Linked DNA regions of Bombyx mori: region 2 is linked to region 1. Evidence: chromatin contacts called from public Hi-C data. All regions are on one chromosome and are shown on one strand. Each heading gives the region's core, a stretch centred on a gene start, on an enhancer-like site or on the middle of the called end of the contact. The rest is flanking DNA. Distances are from core to core; before and after follow the strand shown. Region 1 overlaps LOC101741882 (supervillin). Region 2 overlaps LOC101741882 (supervillin).

What was found. Hi-C and Micro-C count contacts between places; a contact is called where the count stands out from the background.
Region 2: a contact with region 1 is called in a Hi-C map of midgut, with 1.4 times the contacts expected there. The contact joins two enhancer-like sites. A contact is called at or near these places in 4 of 7 Hi-C or Micro-C datasets (middle silk gland, midgut, an unstated tissue and 1 more).

The regions. Positions count from the first base shown.
Region 1 is chr11:9,598,605-9,605,457 of ASM3026992v2, forward strand. All of the region lies in intron 4 of LOC101741882 (supervillin), which reads left to right. Among protein-coding and RNA genes, the nearest start is that of LOC134199680, 50 kb to the left of the region's middle. Within about 2 kb of position 1,342, at least 2 of the 8 cell types and tissues checked have open chromatin away from gene starts, as enhancers often do.
Region 2 is chr11:9,638,504-9,645,560 of ASM3026992v2, forward strand. All of the region lies in intron 4 of LOC101741882 (supervillin), which reads left to right. Among protein-coding and RNA genes, the nearest start is that of LOC134199680, 90 kb to the left of the region's middle. Within about 2 kb of position 3,773, at least 1 of the 8 cell types and tissues checked has open chromatin away from gene starts, as enhancers often do.

The DNA of each region.
Region 1 (6,853 bases), core at 92-2,591:
GTCCATACATCTAAGCAATAAAAAAAAACAATGCAGAAGCGTGGTCGAAAGTTTTTGTAACTCGTCTGTGGGTAGTACATAATTTCGTTTGTTAGAAATTAATTCATTCAATTCCATGAGTTTCACAAACTTGTTGATTTTGAGTAGCTGAGTTGTTTGTTTCAATTCGGTAAACACGATTGGATTTGTACGAATGTATTTATATTAAACGAAGCTATTATATTACATTATATCGTGAATCTAATAGCTGTGAATTTCGTTCGTTGAAAGTCGACGAGTTTGACATCGTTAAAATACCTTACGAAATTCTTTTGCGGTATCACGTTACATTAAAATGGCTAATTATCTTGGAATCATCTAATGCGTGCTTGAAAATTTCGTTTCGCAATCAATTAATACTATAGATTTTTTTTATTATGTATCAGCCTTACATTTTTTTATACCTGACACGAAGGTGACATTGTTCTCGAACGGCAATACGTTCGAAAACAATAAATCGATAAGGAATATTCGAAAGTCGTTCATTTTATTGCCGGATACAATATTGTGGAGTAATTAAATCAAATTACGGTTCGTGTATTTCCGCTTGAAAACCCTCCATCTATTTCAATGCACAGTGAATTTCCTAGAATTTGCATAGAAATTATAAGATTTCATCTACGATATTAAATACGCGATAATATGCAGCGATCGTTACGTCATGACACGTACAAATATATAATTTCATGTAGATATACGTGTGACTTATAAAAGAGTGTTATAAATTATTGAAATTATGTGTACATATAGAGTGATGGATCTCAAGACTTCTCAGCATTCTGGAGTCTACACCTTAGTCTTGTCGATAGTATGAATAATTTAAATCATGTTGCTGGTGGTACCACATTCTGGTACAAGTAGAGAATTTAGAGGCTATATAAATGAGATATTCGGGGTAAAAGCTTCAAAGATAGGTTTTTTTTCTAGCGATTAATAATGTACTTGATCAAGATTCGAAAGTCCGTTTAATATATCACTACATAGTATAAAACAAAGTCGCTTTCTCTGTCCCTATATCTGTCCCTATGTATGCTTAAATCTTTAAAACTACGCAACCGATTTTGATGCGTTTTTTTTTATAGATAGAGTGATTGAAGTGGAAGGTTTATATGTATAACATCCATTAAATAGTGGAGAAATCAATAATAAATTACAGTGTTAGTTAAAGTTTACGTATTTTGGGAATACAATTGGCGCCTTAAAATATTGAGGAGCTACTTATCTAGACAACCTGTTGCTCGATTAGAGACTTCGCTATGTGGTGACTTATCGTGTCACGTCGGTGTTGTATTAGACGACTGTTCTCAGAGTATCACAGCATATTGCGACCGTATTAATTAGTGATAGTGCTTATAATGGTTCTTATGTGTGGGTAATATCGTCATTCTCATGTCTGCCGCGAACCAATCATGCGTTTAAGTTGGAAGGATTAGAAAGGCTTTGTAGAGCCTTGTAGGAACCATGCAATTGCGACCTAATGTCTCAAGATATTAGACTGCATTCACGTTGTGATGCTCATTGATTCCGATGATCGCTCAAAGGCCCATAAATATAATGCACAACAAAGAAATGTTATTGTTTGATATTCTATGTCAAACAATTTGGCAAATTGGCCTATACATTTCAAAACATCATGTAGACCAAACGTTAAGATATTCAAACAGGAATACAGAATTTAGGCTTTTGAAATTTCGCAACTCCAAATACAAGAACAGTCCCCCAGGCATCTAAATTATTACGTGAAGTCTTAGAGTGCCTTATGGAACAAGATTGTTTATTCGTGCCGTACAGGTAAAGTTTCCACGTTGACTCGCGATACTTACATGTTAGTTCCGAAACGTTATACCAGGGCATCATAACAGTTAAGTTGAGCTTCGAACTAGTTTCCATACGAAGCGAGTGGATCAGTCGGGGGTATACTGTGAATTTTTGATCACTTTACAGTTTCCTTGCATTATGTGTGTATTAAAAGGCGAAAATGTCGTTTTTTATTAGGATTAAAAATGTACATACTACCGTACGATTTGTTATAAGTGAATTCACTGTGAACAAAATTTACACGCAGCACTAAACTGTCTTGGGCGAAAGTGTGCGGTTAATTGATGTTATCTCCTAATTAAAATGTGCAGCGTTGTTTCCTTAAAAGTTATACCAACTAACGAATGCTTCATCGTTATAGTTTGAAACAAGTTGTTGATTAAATTATGGAGTTTTGAGGACGCGAACGTTAAGGGTGAACCTTGTGATCTGATCATAGCATTTGTTTTCTGTTATGAATTTCGTTATGTTAGCTAACTAATGGTAGTTAGTTTAAAATTAATTAGTTTGTTGCATTGGGTTTTAGTTGCACTAGACGCGCTGTAGCTTGTTTGCTGAGATTGCTATTGAAACTTATAGACGAGTAAACGACTACATAATATTGTAATGTTAACATGCAGATGGGAATAATATAATCGTTGATTCCAGATCAGGGACGTGATATCGATCGATGCTTCTCTAATATAGGCGTGGTTCGACACTAGTCTTTAAAATATAGTTTCAAAATATGTATTGGATTAATAATTCGATCCGCTTTTACGATTTAATCTTGGGACTTTTCTTCCCGACGTTTCAAATATTTTCAGTATTCGTGGTCCCGGATTGGTGACTACCGTCAAATTTTGTTAGATAGATAGACAGAAAATTTGAGGGTAGCTAGAAAAATAAACACGAGATTAAACCGTAAAAGTAGTTTTTATTATGTCTACGACCCACGAAAACCGGAGAAAATACCGTTTACTACTTACATTAATTTCTTAAGTGACCTGCAGTGAACGAGAAGTTTCGATTGCACTGTAGCATTTTTCTTTTCGTGTAATTTTGAAAGATTCCACGCTTCATGGGTATGAAGGTCGATCTGCACGCGAATATTCATTCTAACAAAACACGCGAATAATTTAAAATATACTTACAGAAGAATCCGCCACGCGTTTGCAAAATCTACATATTTGAATTAAGCATTATTCACCAAACTGCTGTAGAATTTTCAAAACATAATATGAGAAGCAATATCATAAAAAATAAAATGTTTTCCTTGGTATCTTTCACGCAGCAATGGAGCAACGGATTGAAATGATTGTTTTCAAGGATTTGACTTTTAAATTGAAAAATAACGTAGGCTTATTCGAAGACGGAGTCCGACATAACCCGGTCTGTTACCTCCGTTGACCGGGTAACCGTAAACGGATTCCCCAACTTTAAAAAAAAGGCTTATTCGAAGAAGAAAAATATTTCGTATTTTTTTAATTCTGTTTTTTAACGCAGGCGATACTTGTCCTATACCCATACCTATCCTCTAAGTTAATCTTATACCTTTAAACGAGCAATTCTTGTATATTAATATATACATATGTATATAATCTGAATCTCGGAAACGGCTCCAACGATTTTCATAAAATTTAGTATATAGGGGATTTCGGGGGCGATAAATCGATCTAGCTACGATTAATTTTCAGAAAATGTTGTTTTATTCGTGTTTTCAATAATCAACTCTTCCCGACATCTATTGGCGAATAATAATATTATTTTTCTTAATTTAGGGCAACTAACCGCTTTAAAGACACAACAAGATGGCGTTATCAAAAAAAAAACGGTCATCATCTGGTTCTAGTACCTATATTCATATATGTTAACAATAACTAAATAAAACTCAATTTCGCTTAGGGTTGTCACGTAATTAGAACAGTAATAATATTACAACTTATTCGACGTTCTATAATTACGAAATTTCCGAAAGCCAATTTTGTGAAAATCTATATTTGAGTCGACTATTATCAAAGGCGGCAATCTGACTTTTGGACAATGATTGGTAAATCAGAAAAACGAATTATTGACTTTGTATTCCATCGGCAGTCACAAAACTCTTCGGAACGACATCTTAGATAAATAACAGGTTAACTATTAACCTTTATTTAATGCAGGTTTTGAACCGTATTCTTTGAAGGAGACCATTATATTCAAATAAATCTGTATTGACATATCAATAAAATTTTGTTGTCCAAATGCACAGATTGCCGCCTTTGATAATAGACGACTCATTTTACTATTTTTCAACAAAATGAGTTTATTCTATTCGATTTATTTTCGAATTCATTAGAATAATTTATTAATAAGAAGAATAATTCGTATTCTATTCGAGTATATTGATATTATAATATGAATTTTATATAATTAAATTCTTCAATAATAGCAACGATTGACCCTCGCGACGGATTCCCGTTAAGACGTAAAGTCGCCTTGATTATCCTGGTAGAAACCCGGCTAAGTCATAAGATCGCTGTGGGTGGTAATGCACTAAGTAAAGTAGCACGAGGTCGAGACTATTATTTATACCTTGAACTCGAACAAATTTTCACAACAGTTTTTATTAAACGCCTGGGAAAATTATGACAATAATGCTTAGTATACGAGAGACATGTTTGGCCGTATAGTGTATGACTATGCTGACTGATGATAATGAAGACAAAACTAAACTTTATTTTAATTGTCGTAGGGTTGTATTATGAACCCGCAAGGATAGGAACCACCGCCCAGTCAGTTTTTTTTTTGCCGCCATACTCGTTTGTTCATGTTTGTAATTTAGGACAACCGTAAATGTAGAATGTAACTGAGATTCCTACCTCGCGTCACATTCACGTTGCCTACCCTTAACAGCAAAATTAACCCATTGAATTCCTTGTCGGATCTTCCCAGTGGGCCGCGATTCCAATCCGGTGGTAGATTCTGCGAAGTACTGCTCTTTCCAGGACCATTGTTACCAAATTCCCAGCACGTTTCTGGAATAGGCCCTTAGGCTACCAGCGAATAGGTAGGAAAAAAGCCGAGGAACAAAATATCCGAGGTCTTATCCCATTTGATCAATCAAAAATTTTGAAAATCCATAGCAGTGAATGGGATCTTTCCACACGTGTGTTAAACGTTAAACGGTCTCTCATCATATTTCTTCATTCACATGTCAATTGTTCCTTTTCCGAGTGTGTGTCAAGGACCGGCAACCCTTCAAGCGCAAACGCGATAGCACTTGTCTCCTTCAAAACGACTGACTCTCGAGAGGCTTACATCAAAGGATTGCTATTTTCGCGGCCAAGTCGATTGGAACTAACCTGTCTTTAATATTATGTCGTGCCCTTGAGGGTTCGTTTGAGAATCGATCGTGCCGAATTATTTATTGGGCTTTGTTTTTAACAATCTTGTTGGCTAAGATAGACAAAGGATATCTCAAGCTGTCTTGTGATAAACTGAGTTTATGGCCTAAAGACACCACGACGTAAAGTCCGTTTGTGTAGTTTGAGTAATAAGATTTACGCAATCACATTACATTAATCCTGGCAGATATATGGAGGACGATTGGACTCACCCGTACAGACTCACAATACAACCCTCCACCAGCTATTCAGATAAGAATTTCCGAATTCGAAAAAAATATTATTGATCACGAAAATAAATGACATACTTTGTGTAGCTGGAATCGTCTCTCTCGCTACCAGCAAAAAGGTAACGAAAAAAAAACTGTATCTATAGCAGTAGTTGGCGAAGGCGAGGGATGCATACTCGTATTGTCTGACAGCTTATAATCCGTATCCGACAATCGTCTGTGACCACAAGAACTCTTAAAGTATTCGTAACGTCAGAAATAAGGACAATAAAAACGCGAGACAAAAATAGTTTTAATTATTAAAAAAAAAAGAGGAAAACACTATGCTATTATTAAAATGCTCTCACCTAACTCGTTACCACAGGTCATTACTCCTAGTACTACTATCAAGCGCTGGAATTAACTCCCTCAGCTCTTGTTCCAATTTTCACCATTTTATATACAAAATTTCCATTAATATACGAGTAGATACATCGCTATGTACACTATTATTAAACAAGATTTACCTTACAACAATTTTCATTTTTAACGAATTCGAGTCCCGATATTTCGCGTGGCAAGCACCGCTATCACGTGTGAACTAAAGACTGCGGGTAGTAGCTGACAAAACTATGTACCCTCTTTTTAGTCTAGTTAGAACTGGAGCTGAGTTTTTCCGAAAATTTTGAGAATGCATTGTTTCTTACTAAATTTTAAATTAAACGTGATAATCGTGTAAAAACCTGTTAAATAATAGCGTATGTAATGCAGATAACCGCAAGAGTTTAAAAGTTTAGAATAATTTTAAAATGCACCACGTTGCACGGTGTTTCCATAGGTCTACAACATATAATTTTTCAAACGAAGTGTAAGGAAAGTACTTAATAATTGACCAATTACTGTTTACCACGTCGGTGTCCAGACAGTCTTCTTGTCATTGGTCTACAATAAATGAAATCTACTAGTTAAGTTTACTTACCATTTTTACAAAGTTTATAGTACGGACGTGGGTACATTGCCTTTCAGTCTTACAAAGTACAATGTTATTTATGTTATCGTGATTTAAGGGATATTTAATCGTGTTAATAAAGTACAAGTAATTGAAATTGCCGATCAAATATAATGATAATCAAATATAATGATCAAATATAAGAAACGATCAAATATAATGTTATTAACCTATTTTAATGATTTTGCTGTTGCCTATTATATTGATGGACGATTGCTAAGTTTTTTTACAAAATGTTGTCCTATCTATAATAATGGGTAGGTAAAGTATGTACTATTAATATAAAAATATTAGTAAAAAGTATTAAGAAATACATAGGTGCTATTAAGGTTAAACGTGCCTTCTTTTAGCTTCTTGCTATCTAATTGACATGAAGAAATAATAATAATAAAAAAATTAAATGAGTTATCTCC
Region 2 (7,057 bases), core at 2,523-5,022, 42 kb after region 1:
TAGTTTCTACGGCAATGAATGTCCGTTGTCAATATAGTTAGATCTCGTGACCTATTTTTGCAATACTTTCTTTGACTTTATTCGTAACAACTTGTCAAAATAAATCAATTCACTGTACTCGTAGTGACGACAGCCCTTAAATCTACACGACGCACATTTTATCCAAAGTAATAAATAATATTGGCGGCTGGTAACAATATTTAGTTTTAGCGCCAACCAGTCATGTGTTGGTGCTTAAAAGGTATGATAGTTTTTGTATCAAATAAATTGGTAAATATTATGTCTGAAGATGTTATATTCTTCTTACATCAAAATGATTCGTCTATTAAGTTAAGATATATCTGTCGTTTTTGTAACTTGTGTTGTGTGAACCTGCGTAGCGTGGCAAAATTGGCTTTGCTAGTCAGCTGATTTGTATCTGTGTTACATTGCGTGTCATAAAAAAATCATTTCATACTATCGTGGAAGGAATGTTTTTAAATAGAATTGTCTTCATTGCTTTTGGGGGCCTATACTTTTAAACGCATCAGGTATCGAGAGCGTTCATTGGTAAATCGATATGATAGGAATTATTGGGGTTTATCTATAAAAACAAGTACCACCTCTTGATACGCTCCACTGCCATCATCTATAATAGGTACATATAAAACTTGGTATAGCTTCTGCAGTTTATTAAAAATCATTCCCTTAACGTAATGTTAGAACTTAATTTATACAACGTCGTTCCATTGTTTATTAGTCGAGAACTCATTACAGCGGTCGCAATAAAGTGTGTTCATACAGCTAGACATTGTTTGCTCAGCTGGTATCGAATCATTACTGGGTAAGTAAATTTTGACGTCGTAATCTTTGACTGTGTCTTATTAAAATATAGGCGGTAAGGCTTTGAATTATTTTTAATATGGATCCGGTCACCGTCCTCGTCGAACCCGTCGCTTGTGACGAAGGGCTCCACGAGTGAATCAACCCAAAGACACAGCCCACTGAGTTTCTCGCCGGATCTTTTCAGTGGGTCGCGTTTCCGATCCGGTAGTAGATCCTGCGAAGCACTGCTCTTGTTAGGGCCAGTGTTAGCAACACTGCCAGTTTGAACCCCGCGAGCTCACCTATACGTCAAGAAGCTGAAATAGCCTCTCAAGGCTATCAGCATAGGTAGGTAAAAAAAAATTGAATATGGGAAACACGAGGCTTGTTATTAAAATGCTATACATAGCGTTTTCTCTTTTGATCGTATTCGATTCGATATCAATATAGAAGACATACGACGTTCTGAATATTAATGGTGCGATCACTAAAGTACATGTCTATTATCGGTCGATTCGTGTATTTTTTTTTGAACATCTCGAATAAATGTATTGATCCGACTTAAACTTCTTGGTTTTCAAAATTTGATATATAAATTTGTCAAAATCTTATTGTAAGAGATACACTGACGAATGAATGAAATAAAATTACATATTCTACAAACTTAACAACCAATAAAAGGTGAGCTCACCATAAGTAAGTTCCGAGTTAAAGCAATTGGATCAGTTTCGTAGAGAATATCGATCATTTAATTGCCTGAAATATAATTTAAATTTTTTTATATACTTGATTTGAATATTTCATATAATTTTTCTAGAATGTTCGTGTTATGTTTAGAAGTTTCATTATTTTTGTTTACTTTTGCGAAATCAGCGTGATATTTAGGTTACGAATTTATTAGTATTCATTAACAAAATTCTCGGTCGAACCAACTTGGCAGGTAAAAATTTTCATTAAGCTAATACACGTTTAGTATTAGAGGGTTTTGACGTGTTTTAATCTAGACTTTGCTTTCCTAGGTAATTGTGGTTACAATGTAAGCGAAAAGGTTTCAGTGTTATTCGTACTGGCCGAACCTTTTTTAGTTTGTTTTGTTACGAAGTTACGAACGTAATAAAGACGAATCGAGATTTATTAGAGATCGAACAACTTTCGGTCGTGTAAGTTACTTGTATTGAAACACTTGGTGTTTTTTTTTTTCGCTTTTATAGGTAGATGACCTACGACTCGCCACCCTAGGTTCTAAGATCTTTTATGACTGGTAATCGAAATTCGACTTTAACTGCTGATGATTTAGATTCATTTTATGTGTTACATTTTCTCTTTAATTTTTTCTTCGACATTTTTTTCATAAATGTGGCAATAAAGTTACCGTTTGCAATATTTTTTTATTGACAACACTATAGCTTCTCAATGGTTAATAAACAAAAAAAATCGTAGGGAATCCATTGACAAACAAGAGAGAAAGGTACTGGAACGTTTTGTTTTTGCAGAGATAATTACAGGTATGGAGGTATATCAGTTAGCTGGAACTATTCCTGATTTTTCTCCACCATACACCGTAGTAGTATACCACCACCCTGCCTATTTCTGCCGTGAAGCAGTAATGCGTTTCGGTTTGAAGGGTGGGGCAGCCGTTGTAGCTATACTGAGACCTTAGAACTTGTATCTCAAGGTGGGTGGCGCATTTACGTTGTGGATGTCTATGGGCTCCAGTAACCACTTAACACCAGGTGGGCTGTGAGCTCATCCACCCATCTAAGCAATAAAAAAATAATAAAAACTTACCTCCTATTTCCCCTAGTATCTTAGTTTATCTCTCGGACCCCTTTCCACCCGACAAAAAAAAACGATTGGAGGTTGTTACAGACGTGCTAGACACGCTGTGAATATAGAAGAGGACTCTACGGTATAAAAATAAAAATATAGCTGTTTGGTTTTGAATCGCCGTTTCTGTCTTTGGTTTGGTTGTTTGATATGAAACTGTCTATATCGATTATAAAATTAGCAACCCCACTACCATCCCACTAGAGAGAAGACTTGCTCTAATAAATGTAGATTTTTAAGCTATTGCATAGATTTTATCGCGGGCCTTGAGCGCGGCGACTGAATCATGAAATTCCGTAACGAAAAAAACCTTACACCCTTCACTCCGCCTACCATGTAGCTCGCGTTCAACACATTTACACGTTGCGCTTGTGTAGTGTTTGTGAATAAGCGCGTGGCGTGACGTCACACTGCATGCGCATCATGAAAAGTCTGCCCATCTCTGTCTCGCGCGGTCTAGCTTATGAGTGTGAAGGGGACAGTTAAGGTTTTGCTTTTATTAATGTTTAATATAGCGTGGTCTTGTTTCATTATTGTTTTAATATTAAATTATCAATGTCTCAAATTATCTCATTATAATTGCATAAGTTGATAAAAAATGCTATGCAATAGCTATACCGCGGAAGTTCCCGAGTGCCACACGTTTTTTTCTCTTTAAAGTAGCGATTTTAACGTATTTTCCGAGAAATATTATTAAAATCACAATCAAGTGAGCTTTTACGTAATACCTTTGTGAGGACAAAGGTTCTGGTGCCCGACTTGTGTGTTTGTACAGCCAGCCATACGTTTTCTAATGTAACGCGTAAACAACACAGAGGATCTGTTCGTAAATTTTGTTAAAGGAATAATGTTTTTGTCTTTCCCTTGAATTTTGGAGGTAGAATATATGAATACAATAGTGATGTTGGAACCGTGTATCGTTTATTGTAATTGTTAAATTTGTAATTTATTAAATTTAAATAGTAAAATTAAAATTTTGATTGCTGGTATATGTTACGGATAAATAACTTAATTAAAATTTGTATGTTTCGGAATAAAATGTTTTTAAACTAATAGGGGTGTGCGCATTTGAATAAAATCAAACTCATTATTTTATCTTCTTCGGTTATCGCGAGCCGTAGACATAATTAAAACTGCTTTGACGGCTTAATCATTCGTTATTTACTTATTTATTTATGTTTGTTCGTCTATTTATGAGTCCAGACTAATGAGCGTTGAATTGAATTGTGGAGCGTTAAAAATAAATAAGCTTTTATTTTTCTGTAGTAGGTTTAATGTCCTATATAAAATTTGATAATATTTTAAGGGCAGTGCTTAAGTTTTAATTACGACTTGATTTTATTTAAGAATTTAAATTTCTAACTGTACTTTCGATACTGATTACATCCGGTTTTAATTAATAATAACAGTCGTGGTTTGTTTTATTCTGCCTTAAAAAATCAAATCGGTTGTATTTAGCTTTTGCTACCTACCATGAGCACTTGAGGACATAATTTTATATAACATACAAAAACATATTGCAATTTAATAATTTTAGTGGAAGTGGACACGCAACCACTGTGATGCCCGCTGAGTTTCTTGCCAGTTCTTCTCAGGACGGAGGCTAGTTTTTGTGAATTGGCGGTAGTTCTTTTTGACGTTCAACAAGTATGTACATACTTTCATTTATGTTGAATAATTTTTTTTTTTGATTTGATTTGATTTGATTTGATGCACAATAAAAGATCACTGTGAACTAATAATTCGGAATATTTTTCTGTAACTGTCTATCAATTATTAAATTCTCCGAAAAACCGTATCAAATGAAGTGCGATTCCGATATCAAAACAGATACTATTTGGCGAGAATAAACAAGAGCACAAAAACAGACAGGTTTCCGCCAATAGTGCGAAATCGTTTTTGTCACTAAATGTAAGCACCCGTTACGTAATTTGGCCTCACCAAAGGAATAACTTTGAATGTTCTTAGTTGATTAATTAAAGTACTAGGCAGAAACATACCGGCGACTTGTAGAATCTGAGGGCGGAATTCCAGAAACATTCTCACAACGATAGCTTGCTCGAACAAATTTTTCCGTTCCGTTAACTTTTATTTCAATTTAACTTTACCATAATTAAAATATTGCTGATTAATTTTGTAAGATGTTTTCGATTTGATTTAATTATGTTAGTTGATTATATAAAAAAGGGTTAGTGCGTGTTGAACAATGGCACGAGAAAGAGGTTTTGACAATTACGTGTTAGCGCTTTTATATCTCGATTTGATGTCTATATTCTTTCTCGGTTGTAATGCAAAATAGAACACTGATAATAAACTTATTAGTAAAGTAGTTCAATCTTGGTGTGTTGAATTATTTATTGGGCTTTGTTTTTAACACTCATTAGCTAATATAGACAAAGGATATCACAGCCTGTCTTGTCATAAACAGTTATTGTAGCCTAAAGACATTCGATGACATTAGCTCAGACAAGACAAGACAAGACTCAATGGCATTACATTAGTCCTGGCAGACACATAGGGAGGACGGTTGGAACCACCCCTGCCGACTCAATACGACCAGCTCTTTAGATAAGAATAAACGAATTTGAAAAGTTGTATGTTTTGCCACGAAAATAAATGATACACTTCGTATCAACTGATATAAGAACAATGAAAATGTTTTAATTACAAACCGGTCAGCTTTTAACAGTTAAAAAAATAGTTTATAAGATTCCACTTTTGAAACTAAATTGTTTTCGTTTGCATATCTTATACCTTTAAACGAGCAATTCTTGTATAATAATATATATAATCTGAATCTCGGAAACGGTTCCAACGATTTTCATAAAATTTAGTATACAAGGGATTCCGGGGGCGATAAATCGATCTAGCTACGATTTATTTTCAGAAAATGTTGTTTTATTCGTGTTTTCAATCATCAACTCTTCCCGACATCTATTGGCGAATAATAATACTATTTTTCTTAATCGAGAGCAACTAACCGCTTTAAAGACACAAAAAGATGACGTTATTAAAAAAAAAAAACGAGCAAAGCTCGGTCATCATCTAGTCATTCATTATATGCGATTTACACTCTAAAATTTAAAAAGGTAATTTGCTCGAAACTCAGTTATCATTTATTCATCGTCTCGTAATAAACGACAAGGTTGGGACAGCATGAAGTTACAAGGTCGAATTCGACTGCGAAATTTACTTTGTGATTGATTAGACTTCTTGCTAAACGTGTTGTCGTTAATGTGAACGTTTTACCATAGTTTGGTGTTAGTCTACCGCTTGTTAGTAGCAAACGGTAGCATCATGAGCTATTTCGCTTTTATTTCGGCTGTCTCCTGTCCTAGAATAGCACTACTCTAGCTCTTCAACTTGAGTATACCTCCCTACCTATTCGCTGGTAGCCTATGAGGCTATTTCAACTACGCACAACTTGATTTACGTAAAAGACGACTATATACGGCTATATAACGGCCGTCTGGTGTAGTGGTAAGTGACATGGTCACTACACAAGGGGGTCGAGGGTTCGAATCCCGCCAAGGGAAGATATTTGTATGATAAATATAAAAATGTCTTTTCCAGGGTTATGGATGTATATTAAATATGTTTATGTGTATAATAAAAATATTAGATTTATTTCCGTTATCTGGTAGGTACCTGTAACACAAGTTCGTTACGAACTTACCACGTAACCGGTTAACGTGGCGTGATTGTTAGTAAATATTTATTATTTATTTATTATATACTGTACAAACAACTGCAGCGTGCTCTTAGTATCAAGATATGATGATCGGATTTCCTGATGCTAGGGTATATTTCGCGATCCCACTATCATTATCTTGTTTATTACTACCGAAATACGCGGGATGTACTCATTGTTGTGTAGACTAGACTGAGATACTTATTGAAAATATTAAGTACAATTCAAAACTAGTCAAATTAAAACTAATTTTTGCCCGTGGATAAATGAACTCTACGAAAAAGATTAATAAATAACTTTCTAAAACTAATCTTGCAAAATTTTATAGACCGATTAAACGTATTAGATTGCGAAAAGGCTTTTGCCTAACAACTGTCAAATAGTATTATACTCTCGAAGTCACCGCCCTGGATATTAAAGCTGTTGGCTTACCAGACCCGCATAACTAATAATTAATGGGACGAACGAATATTATAATTTAGATCCAGAAAGTAACTTTGAGTTTGCAAGTAGAAAATGAAATGAGTTTTTTTTAAACTAAAGCGCCCAAAGTAAGCTTTTGACAAAACCGAGCAAATTAATAACTCCCAATGTACATCAAAAACTTGATGCTTAGCATAATTCCTTATTTCAGAACTTTAATCACAAAATTATTTCTGCAACACGTACCGCAATTAATTGAACTTCTAGTAAGTAGGATTCGATAAACACGAAATTATTCGAGCACCTAAATTG